Linked DNA regions of Gossypium hirsutum: region 2 is linked to region 1. The links are chromatin contacts, called in public Hi-C maps. All regions are on one chromosome and are shown on one strand. Each heading gives the region's core, a stretch centred on a gene start, on an enhancer-like site or on the middle of the called end of the contact. The rest is flanking DNA. Distances are from core to core; before and after follow the strand shown.

Region 1 (5,340 bases), core at 1,224-3,723:
GTGAAGGCCATTATGAATTGCGTCTCTACCATTTCCTACTCAGTTGTTATTAATGGACATAAAGGGGACACATTTTCACCTAATAGAGGATTGAGACAAGGCGGCCCACTTAGTCCATTTTTATTTCTCTTTTGTGGCGAAGGTTTATCGAGCTTATTGAGACAGGTAGTAAAAAGAGGCACGTTAAATGGCGTAAAGGTTAGTAGAAGTGGGCCACAAATTTTTCATCTTTTATTCGCTGATGATTGTGTTTTGTTTGGTGAAGCAACAAGCAGAGGTGCAAGTATCTTCAAGGGCATTTTGGATGAATATAAATCTCAATCGGGACAGTGTAAATTTTGAAAAAATCATCTGTTTACTTTAGCAAAAATACTTCCGAATAGGATAGAAGACAAGTTAACTCGCTGGGGGTTTGAAGGTCGAATGAACCAGAGAGATATCTAGGATTGCCTAATATGGTGGGTCGAAGAAAGAGGGAAGCTTTCCAAAATCTGAAGGATAGGTTTAAAAAATGCATTGATAATTGGAGTATTAGATTTCTTTCACAATGAGGTAAAGAAGTTTTTAAAGTCATTTTACAGGCTACCCCTACCTATTCGATGGCATGCTTCTTATTTCCTAGAACACTTTGTGATGAACTGGAACATATTGTTGCCAAATTTTGGTGGCAGAAAGGGAAGGGAAAAATAGGAATCCATTGGTGCACTTGGAAGAATCTTTGTTTTTTGAAAGAAAATGGTGGAATTGGGTTTCGCAATTTCGGTCAGTTCAATATTGCATTATTAGCGAAACAAGGTTGGCGTCTCATTAATTTTCCAAATTCGCTTTTAGCCAGAACTTTAAAAGCAAAGTATTATATGGATTCTAGTTTCTTAACAGCGAAGCTGGGAAATTTACCTTCTTTTACCTGGAAGAGCATTTGGGCTGCTAAAGGTCTACTCCAAAAAGGGATGGAGAGTGGGCAGAGGAGATAGCATCTCTGTTTGGGACGATTGTTGGATTCAGGGGTTTGACAAAATCGACGTAAACAACAGAACAACCAGGAGGGAAATTAAGTTAGTTGCGGATCTTCTTGATCATTCAAACAGAAAATGGAACTTGGAGTTAATTCAGAATACCTTTCCTGAGGACATAGTTCGGAAAATCCTTGAAATTCCTCTTGCAGAGATTTGCGCATGATGATTTTCAGGCTTGGAAAGGGGAATTATCTGGTGAGTTCCCTGTTCGTAGTGCCTATAAACTATTACAAAATGCAAATATGGATCCTAGTGACTATTTATTACAAACCGAAACAAAGGATTTTTATAAAAAAACTATGGAGCCTTCAGCTACCATCTAAAATTACGTTTACAATCTGGCGGATCTCTTGGGACTTTATTCCAAACTTTGTTAATCTCAGTATAAGGAGAGTGGTTTCAAACGACAGATGTCCCCGGTGCAGCTCTGAGGTCGAAGACAGCCTCCACATCTTTCGAGATTGCCCTATAACAGCAGAAGTTTGGCATTTGTTAAATTTCGCATGGGTTATGAACAATAGGAGCCATACTATGTGGGAGTGGTTAACCTGGGTTTTCAAGAGGGGAAACAATGACCAATGCTTTTCCTTTTGCTATGCGCTATGGTGGATATGGTTTTCTAGAAATCAACTTATTCATGAGAGAAATATCATTCCAGGAAGGGCCTTAGTACTTAACATACAAAGATATGAGTTAGAACAGAAAGGATTAAAAGTCTTAAAAACTAATGAGGTCACATGCAGAAGCTATAGAGTACAAGAGCTTACACCGACAGCCAGGATCCATTTTGATGCAGCGTACGACAGTAATACCTCCAGTTCAGTGTCCGGCCTTGTAGGTTGGGACTCGAGGGGAGTCTTAATAGCGTTAAAAATAGTTATTCACAGAAATGTTTCTTCTCCTTTCGCAGCAGAGGCTCATGCATGTTTAGAAGGAGTAAAGTTAGGGATTTCATTACGAATCCATTCAGTGAAACTTATGGGGGATTCAAAAACTGTAATAAAGAAATGTCAAGAGACTTCCACAGACAAATCAGTTATTGGAGTCATCATCAGAGATATTCAACAGAAGAAATCTGACTTTCAAGATCTTATTTTCCAGTATATTAACAGGTCAGAAAACTTAGATGCTCACAGAATAGCAAAGATCGCATTCGAGAAAGGAGAGACGATTTACCTGAGGGGTGAGGAACTAGATAGTCAGAATCTGGCTTCGGTAGGATATCGGTCAAGAAATCCAGATTGAGGAACTGCTTCAGAGGAAATGTGACCGAAATAGACAGCAGAGTGAAGATTGAATGCCTAGGGGACTGCTATTAATTAAACGTTAGGAGCTTTGGAAATAACAAATCGTCAGACGTTATTGGTTGCCAGCTGCTCATTGATTTGACTGGGTTAGGTTTTTTAATTTGCTTTATTTTCTTTTATTGATTTTATGTTTCTTTTGTAGGACAGAAGTCTGATAGTTTTTTTAGAAGTTTTTATTGTTGTTTTCTGGTTTCTTTGTTTGGGCCACTTTTTGGGCTGTCTGTTTTCAGTTTATTTATTAATAAAACCCCAGTCTTTGCTTCAAAAAAAATATTCCAGTGAGAAATCTTAGACAACAGCTGAAGAATCCTCCTTATCAGAGTCGAATTGGTCCCTCCTGTAAAACTCTCTTGGATGGCCATCACCACTTCAAGACTATCAATTTGAATCATCACATTATCCAAACCACGATCAAATAAGGTTTTTAAACCATCTAATATGCCCCACAATTAGACCTCAAATATTGAATAGCTTCCCAGAAACATGTAATCACAATGAAGAGCACAACTTAAAATAAAATTTCGAAATATAAAATTACTTTATGAAATTTCTTGAAAGCTATCAAATAACAAAAGTGTTAGAGTTGTGTGACCCAAATTCTAAGAGATTGCTTGCAAGTCAAGTTAAACAAAAATATATTTTCTTTGTAGAAGATTTAGTATTTATTAGTATAATATATTTAGCATTTATTAGCATAGTTTATTTGACTTACTAATTTAGCCTATAAATAGGCTCTTTTACAATATTAGAAAAATACACCCATTAGATTAGAACTCATAACACATTTAGAGAATTTTGTGTTTACATTTTGAGGTTCTTTGTTTTCGGGTTTTCGGAGTTTAGTTTTTTATCTCCATCTTTTGTACTCTTCGTTCTTTTGCCATTATAGTAAAATTATTTTTGCCCGTGGTTTTTTATCCTCTTTGGAAAGGTTTTTCCACGTTAAATTTGTGTGTTCAACTTCTCAATTTCTTCTATTATTTTTTACTTATTCGTTGCTTAATCGGGATGATCCTAACAAAAAGAAATGGAAGGTTCAAGTTGGAATTTGTTAATTGAATTTGTCAAAGGCTATGATAAAAGAAAAGGGCTAATCCCACGCAACAAATTCCATAAATTATCTAACAAGTTATTAAAAAAGATGCAATACCTTTCTTAATATGTTATTATGTTGTAAGAAAAGGTTTAACAATGTACTTACACAGCTAATTTTCATACCTCAAATATCAGTAATTTGTATCGATGCACTAAGGAAGAATTATTTTATAGTAAATATTTAAGTTCTAATTATCTTATCGATTATGTGTAGAAAATGAACTCTTAATCTATCTTATTCTTAAAAAAAAAAAGTTGACTTAAATGTGGATTTTTATGGTTGAAAAATATTTTTAAAATTAAATTAAAAGAAATTTTATTGTGCGCTACAAATTGTTACTGAAGTGTTAGCAATTAAAATTTTCGTAAACATTAGAAATATTAATAGTAAATGTCACACAAAAACAACACACATCAAGTATTTGAGTAAATGCTCTAAAATAAATATTTTATTTTTTTAAAATCACTTTCTAATAGCCACCTAAAATTTTAAAATAAAAAAGACTTTTCAATAACATTTTCCATATAAAATGCAACAGTCGGGGGTATTTAATTAATTAAACTCGACAATCACATGCCCAATTTTTATTTTCAATCATTAATAAGAGGTTGGTGGCTTTATCCCTTTTTTCCTCTGTAAATTTTAATATTATTATTTTAAATCAAAAACAAAGAAATATGATTAAAAAATCACCATGTATCATGTCATTCGTTTCTTCACATGTACACAAAAGATTGGTATTTAGTTTTCCATATTTTTCATCATTTGAGAGTGACAGATAAGAAATAAATTAATATATTTTATGGGCTAATTTTATTATAAAAAAAAATTGTTTGACTAATCCAACCTTCCATCTTTGAAATTGATTTCCATTTGGCATATCTACCAAATATAGATTTTGATCTTGTAATTAATTATGTCTTTATGGGTTAAGATTTTCCTATGATTTCTTTCTGTTTTTTTAATCTTTCAAATGTAGCTTAAATCCTTGTATTATCACCAACATATCTTTAGACTTAATTGTCTTGATTTGGCCATTAGGGAAGGATCAAAACAAAACCCTTGAGGATGCAAATGGAACAATTGAAAGGTTAAGGACTAAAGTAGAATTAAGATTTAAAAAATTGGAAATCATGGTTATGGACAAACTTTACATTAATTCTAAAAAACACACATGGATTCTGGTTTAATACGTAATACGATATTGAACTTTGATATGACATAATTCTATATGAAATTTTGATTTTAATTCCATTGTATAAATGAAATTTTAGTGATACATTTAAAAATAAATAAATTTAATTATTTTAATTTATATATGGTAAATATAATTATTTGCGTATGTAATCTATATTTTAGAATGTGTTTGACTGAATTGGTGTTGCCTATTAACCTGATCTCAACTCAATTATAAAATTACTTAAAAACTAATTGCTTTTACGGAATAAAAAAATTTGTTTTGAGGGTATTTATGTCTTTTTATTTTTTGATAAATCTAAAAAAAAATACACATGATGAGAATTATGAGATTTGAACAAAAAAACATCATACTAGCTCGACTTTATCATATCAACTAAAACCAAATTTAGTTTTATATTTTTTTATTATAAAATTAGTATATCTTCTTTTATCCACATTATGGATATGTATCCTAATCTAATAAATATAAATTTAAAATAATATTAATAGTATGTGAAATTTAAAACAAATTGAAATATATATATTTGTGTAACACCCGATTTTGGCCCGGGTAAAAGGCCCAAATTACAAACATGCCCATAAGGGCCCAAACTGAAACAAACAGAGGCCCAAAATTAGACCCAGGCCCAAGGCAATTTCAGAAACCCTAGGGTTTCTGAGGGAGCCTCGCGCTGCAACCACTTAGCTTGTACAAGTCGGATCTCCGCACCTTCACCTGCAA
Region 2 (5,296 bases), core at 808-3,307, 130 kb before region 1:
CAGGTTGTAGAGCAGGCCCTTGAATGGCTGATATTTTCATATATGAGGACATTTACAAATTATTTCAATTTAATTTTTAGTGAAGAATCCAAAAATGAGATAGATAAATTAGTTAGGTTAGATTCTGTGACGATTGGTGAAACAAATGGCTTTTTCATATCATTATATGGCAAAGAAAAAGCAGCTAAGTTCTCTTTCTTGGCCATGCTTAGATTTCCTGTATCAGTAAAACTAGAGATCTTGGAACAGAAAATATGGTTGATTATATCGAAAAGAGAAGCTAAATTTCTGCCTGAAACTTGCAAGGTTAATAGCTTTTGTTTCCTAATTTACCAAGATCATCAGCAATGATGATGCATGCTTTGATAAACGATGAGGGTCCTTCAGTTATGTCCTTTTAGCAAATTAGGTGTAATAGAAGAAAAAATTATACTTTCTCTTTGCAAACAGCTCAGTACTTTTTTCCTATATCAAGTTAAGGTTTGGAAATCCTAACCATTCTATATTTTCTTATAGTAATATACCATTTTCTGATATATGGCTTCATTTTTATTTTCTGCTTCAATGGCGGGACTGTGTATTTGTGGTTCATCTGCTTGATATTGAGTTGAGATTTTTATGTTGGCACGGTTCAGTCAGATCAAATCTCTCGGTGGCTGAGTCGTTTAGTCTGATTGAGCCGTGCCAATATCACCTTGACTCGCCATATCTGATATTATCACCAATATCTTATACCTATTTTCGGTCTCCCTTCAATCTGGTTGAATTACCATTCAAATGATGTAGTGTAGTAGATGGCAGATAAGGTGAGCACCGTGCATATATCAGCTTTCAACTTTTCTGAGGATTCAACTAGAAAAGATTAAATTGGAATGGAAATATAATGAAAATGAGTTATTTTTCTGAAAAAGAAATAATTATCCGCAACTCTTTTTTAACACTGAAATGCGGGTAAATTTTAATGTTCATTTCATAGGCTCAATCTTAAGATCTCTCTTTGTACTCGTACAAGAATCTAATAAATAAGGAGGAAAGACATCAGAGAGGGTTTAAATAAAATAAGACTACTCGAGTGAGTTGATGAGCGACCAAATAGCACTTCGATGAATCCAATGAAAGGATATATTTTAAAATTGAGATTTCAAAAATTTACAACCATTAATTAAGACTCTAAATTTCTACAGGTTCGGTAATTAAGACTGAAAAACATTAAAAACTTGTAATCACTTAGTTCTCACCGTAACATTATCTGTGATTACATAAAAAAGTTAATATTCTTACAATAGGAAAGGATAAAATAAAATTGGATTAAAAGTTCCCTAAGAAAAATGTTGTTTGATAAATTAAAAAATTAAAAGTGATTTAAATACAAAATTTCTAGTGCAGAATTTAGAAATGCTTAATTTATATTGTAAAACTATTTTCTATGTTAATAAAAATTGGGTATATATTTTATAAAATTTATTTATTTTATAATTTTAATCTTATTACTGTAATACTTATATTATTTTGAATAATTTTGGATAAAAATTGAATATAACATTCGAAGTTATTTTGTCCTATTCTTATACTCTATACATTTGAAATTTATATTTCTTACTTTTTATTTTTAGGAACTTAATCGTTCTGTTTTTCAGATTAAAAAATGTAAGTCCAATTGTTAATATTGTTAAAAGTTTTCTATGAAATTCATGTCCATTATAACATCATTTTATTGTTTACATGGTTGCCAAATGAGTACTTTTTAAAATTTTAAAATGTTACACCAACAAAATTAATAGAATGATTTTAATGGTGTTAATAATTGGACCCTTAATATATATGGAGCGACTTTAAAACTTGTGACCAACATCTACCCCTTAATGAGTTTACAGAATGCGGAGGATAACTTACTGGCTCGCTCCGGTAGATATCTTGAGAAATAAATAATAATAATTGGACCCAAATTTGTAAATTCAAGAAATAGAGGGACTGAATTTTTAGAAATTTTCAAGTAAACATAATGGATCTGAAATTCTACAAAGGCTTAAAGCCCAATAAAGTAATAATATGGGCTGAGATTCAAAAGATTAATAGAGCCCGCTTACTCGAATCCCTGATTGTAAGAGGAAAAAAGGGAATCCCCAATTTAAAACCCTTTCAACTGAATTCACTTAACTAGCTCTTCCATTGTTGGTCTTCGAAGTTAAAGTCGAATTTTTTCGCTGTAAAACGAAGTTTGAGTTTGAAAATGGCATTAACCAACTTCATATTAACAGTAGCAGGTGTTAGCGCGGTGGTTCTTTTATTGCGAAGCGACGTTAAACAATCGGCTGCGATCTTTAGGCGCAACGTTAAACATATAAGGAACTGGCTTGAAGAAGAATCTTCTGCTGCTTCCAAGTAAGCGTTATCTCGACTTCACTTATTTGTTTTGTTTTTCAATTAACTTCTTTTTAAAGCTCACAGTAGGTTTTCTTGTGGAATCAGTATGAAGTATGGGGTTTTGTACTGTTGAATGTTGGATGATTATAAGAAAGAAGCTTTTTATTAGAATATTTATGGGTCTCTGGAATTATTGGTTTTTAAGCTCCCAAAAGTGAGTCAATTTGAAGGTTTCTCTTTATAAAGAATTAGATCCTTGATGTTGCTAGGAAAATAATAAGATATAAAAGTGATATGATATTGGAACTGTGATTTTTTTTTCTCCTTATGTGTATTGCAGATGATATAGCATGGGAAAGAAACACTTAGAATTGTAACTGTTGAGGGAGGTTGGACTCGCTATTTGGAAAAGTTTTGAAGTGTTGTCCTTCAGGAGCCGACAGACCTCTCAATGGTGGGGTATTGTGTCCAGGGTGTCTATGCTTGGTTTTATCCCCAGGTTTTGTCTCTCAACTCTATGGAGAGCCCCAATGGGTTCACGGGGTAAGAGCACCTTGCTCACCAATGAAATGTGAGTGGAACCATTCTTACCCACTAATGCCATATAAGGGCATGGGTTGAAACCCGCCAAGGTCAAATGCTTGCATTTCTTTGAGGGCGAGGTGCTCCCACTCCACGAACCCATTCGGGCTCTCTGCGGAGTTGCTAGACAAAACTTGGGGATAAAACTGTGCATAGACACCCCGGGCATACTTCCACCATTGAGCGGTCCGTCGGGAGCACTTTGAAGACTTCTCCAAAGAGTGAGTCCATCCTCCCCTCAACAGTAATCATATTGCCAGATTGGCTGAGGGGTCTTTGAAATTCATAATATCTTTAGAACTCTGCTATTGAGTTTCTTCTGCTTTTGTTTCACTTGGGTTTTCTTCGTATTTTCAAAGTTAAGATGCACTGCACGTTTTATCTCTGGATATGCTGAACTAAATTGCATAAGACCAAGTTCTGCTTATACGAGTGTTTATATGTGCACATGGATGGAAACTCGTAGCTTAACTTACTGGCACATACCTGTTATCTTTTCATGATTAAATTTGTCGAGCAAGTATGTAACTGCGTGGTTCTAAGAACATTACCTATCATCCTTAAATCTAGTTATGGGAGTGAGTTTTTCAAACAATATGATTGTCCATGAATCACTTAACCTGGAAACTTATTCTCATCTCTATTATGCTTCCCACTTGTTTATACTGCTCGTGTTATTTTTATGCTGGTTGTCTTCCAGGGCAGCGGAGAAGGCAAAGCCCAAGGAATTGGAGTCCAAGGTTCCTCCTAAGAAGGACTAGTTTCTTTATAGAGAGTTTGGGTTATTTATGATGATATACAGTTTACAATTTTGAATATCTGGGTTTTTATTTAGAATAAATCTTGATTAATGTCTGGGTATATCTTCACTTCAAAACAGCTTAATGTAGTCGTCTCACTTTTCTTTCGGTTTGTTTATAGACAGACTTCTTTACTTGAGAGTTGATACTTACAAATGTCGGTTTTGTTTGATTAGTATGTAATACTGTAACAAAAGAGTAAAACTATTGCTGCTCGAAGAAGACAGTCATCATTTTAAGTTTAGGTGCATTTTTATCTGATCCGGGTTTGGTTGTCTGGCAAGTGATGAGGCCAAGTTTCAAGGATCAAATTTGAATTACAATGAGAAATAGAGGTCTATGCAATTGAATGGATTGTATTTGACTGCATTGAGATAAGTTGTGAGAGAAGAGAAAAGCACACAATACGGCTCAATGGATCATCTTGTCTCATAGTCTTGTGTTGATAAAAAGATTTTCCATGGTCGGCTTTCGTACGGTTTGTATCTTAAGTTTAGCTGTAGCACCTTCTAATGAAGTAAGGAAATTGGCAAATCAGACACAAATGAGGGAGTTACCTGATTGAAACTTTCATGGTTGCTTTTGGAAGACATTTTCTTCATTTCTGATGCAAGCTAAAGGAGATCCAAGTATTCATAGACTATCTCAGCATGGTTTTTAAAATTGGACATTTTTTATTTGATTGGTCTGTTATTAAAATATGGATTGATTCATATCAGTTTAGGTTATTTTGGTGTAGCAGTTACTTCAAGTTCTGATCCAATTTCAAGGTTTTAAATACATGTGGTCTAATCTTTCAAACTTAGTAGGTAGACTACAAGAATTTCTTTTACTAAATAAAGAAAATCAGGTTCGGTGGTGGGACAGATTTTGGATTAAAATTCAGTTCTCGATGGGGGAATGAATTGATTTAAACAATTTTTAAAATTTAAACAAAATGTTTCTTTTTTCTTTCTTTGTTCTGAAAATGGTATCCAAATAAAGCTCTCTTAATACTGTTGACTCTAAGATTCAAACTTGATTCAAATGGAAGAAGCTCGTCTCCATTTTTTCCAATTATTTCTAATAATATGTTTTTTAAGATACAATATTTACTTTTATCCACAACCAGAAAAAAAGTGCTTAATCAAACTTCAACTTTTTTCAAACTCAATCCAATAAACGGACTTTTAAGTTAAAAGCAGCCGAATTATTGTAGTCAAATCATTTCATTCCTTTATCCTCCTGCCGACGCAAATTCGTCAATCTATTAATCCATATCACCCTTTTCTTTTTCTCCTTTGATCTTCTACAGTCTCTTTATTTCTCACCTACATTTCCAATCTACTTAATCCATAAACAACTCTTAAAATGTGAAGTATAACTTCAAAGAAGAAAAAAATTAAGAGAGCTGCCTATGAGTCAAAATACTATAGAAGTCCTTGTATTAGGAGTCAAATTGTATTTTACCTCTTTGACTAAAAAAATAGACAAATTAGCCCTTATAAATTAGATCAAAGAGTAAATTGGTCATTTTTGTTAAAAAAATCATCCACTTCTACTGTTACAAA

The links. A called contact is a pair of places that touch in the nucleus more often than the background predicts.
Region 2: a contact with region 1 is called in a Hi-C map of leaf, with 1.9 times the contacts expected there. The contact joins the promoter of LOC107904840 here to the promoter of LOC107904829 in region 1. A contact is called at or near these places in 2 of 34 Hi-C or Micro-C datasets (leaf and petal).

Annotation. Positions count from the first base shown.
Region 1 is chrD07:58,798,342-58,803,681 of Gossypium_hirsutum_v2.1, reverse strand. LOC107904829 reads right to left here and starts at 2,473. Exons shown (of 5, transcript XM_016831332.2): 1 at 1,784-2,473; 2 at 1,346-1,482; 3 at 1,119-1,220; 4 at 908-979. The coding sequence starts at 1,802. It overlaps LOC121219606 (a long non-coding RNA gene), which reads right to left. Exons shown (of 2, transcript XR_005916467.1): 2 at 5,118-5,334.
Region 2 is chrD07:58,932,006-58,937,301 of Gossypium_hirsutum_v2.1, reverse strand. LOC107904840 reads left to right here and starts at 2,057. Exons shown (of 2, transcript XM_016831345.2): 1 at 2,057-2,382; 2 at 3,647-3,985. The coding sequence starts at 2,231. The coding sequence ends at 3,707.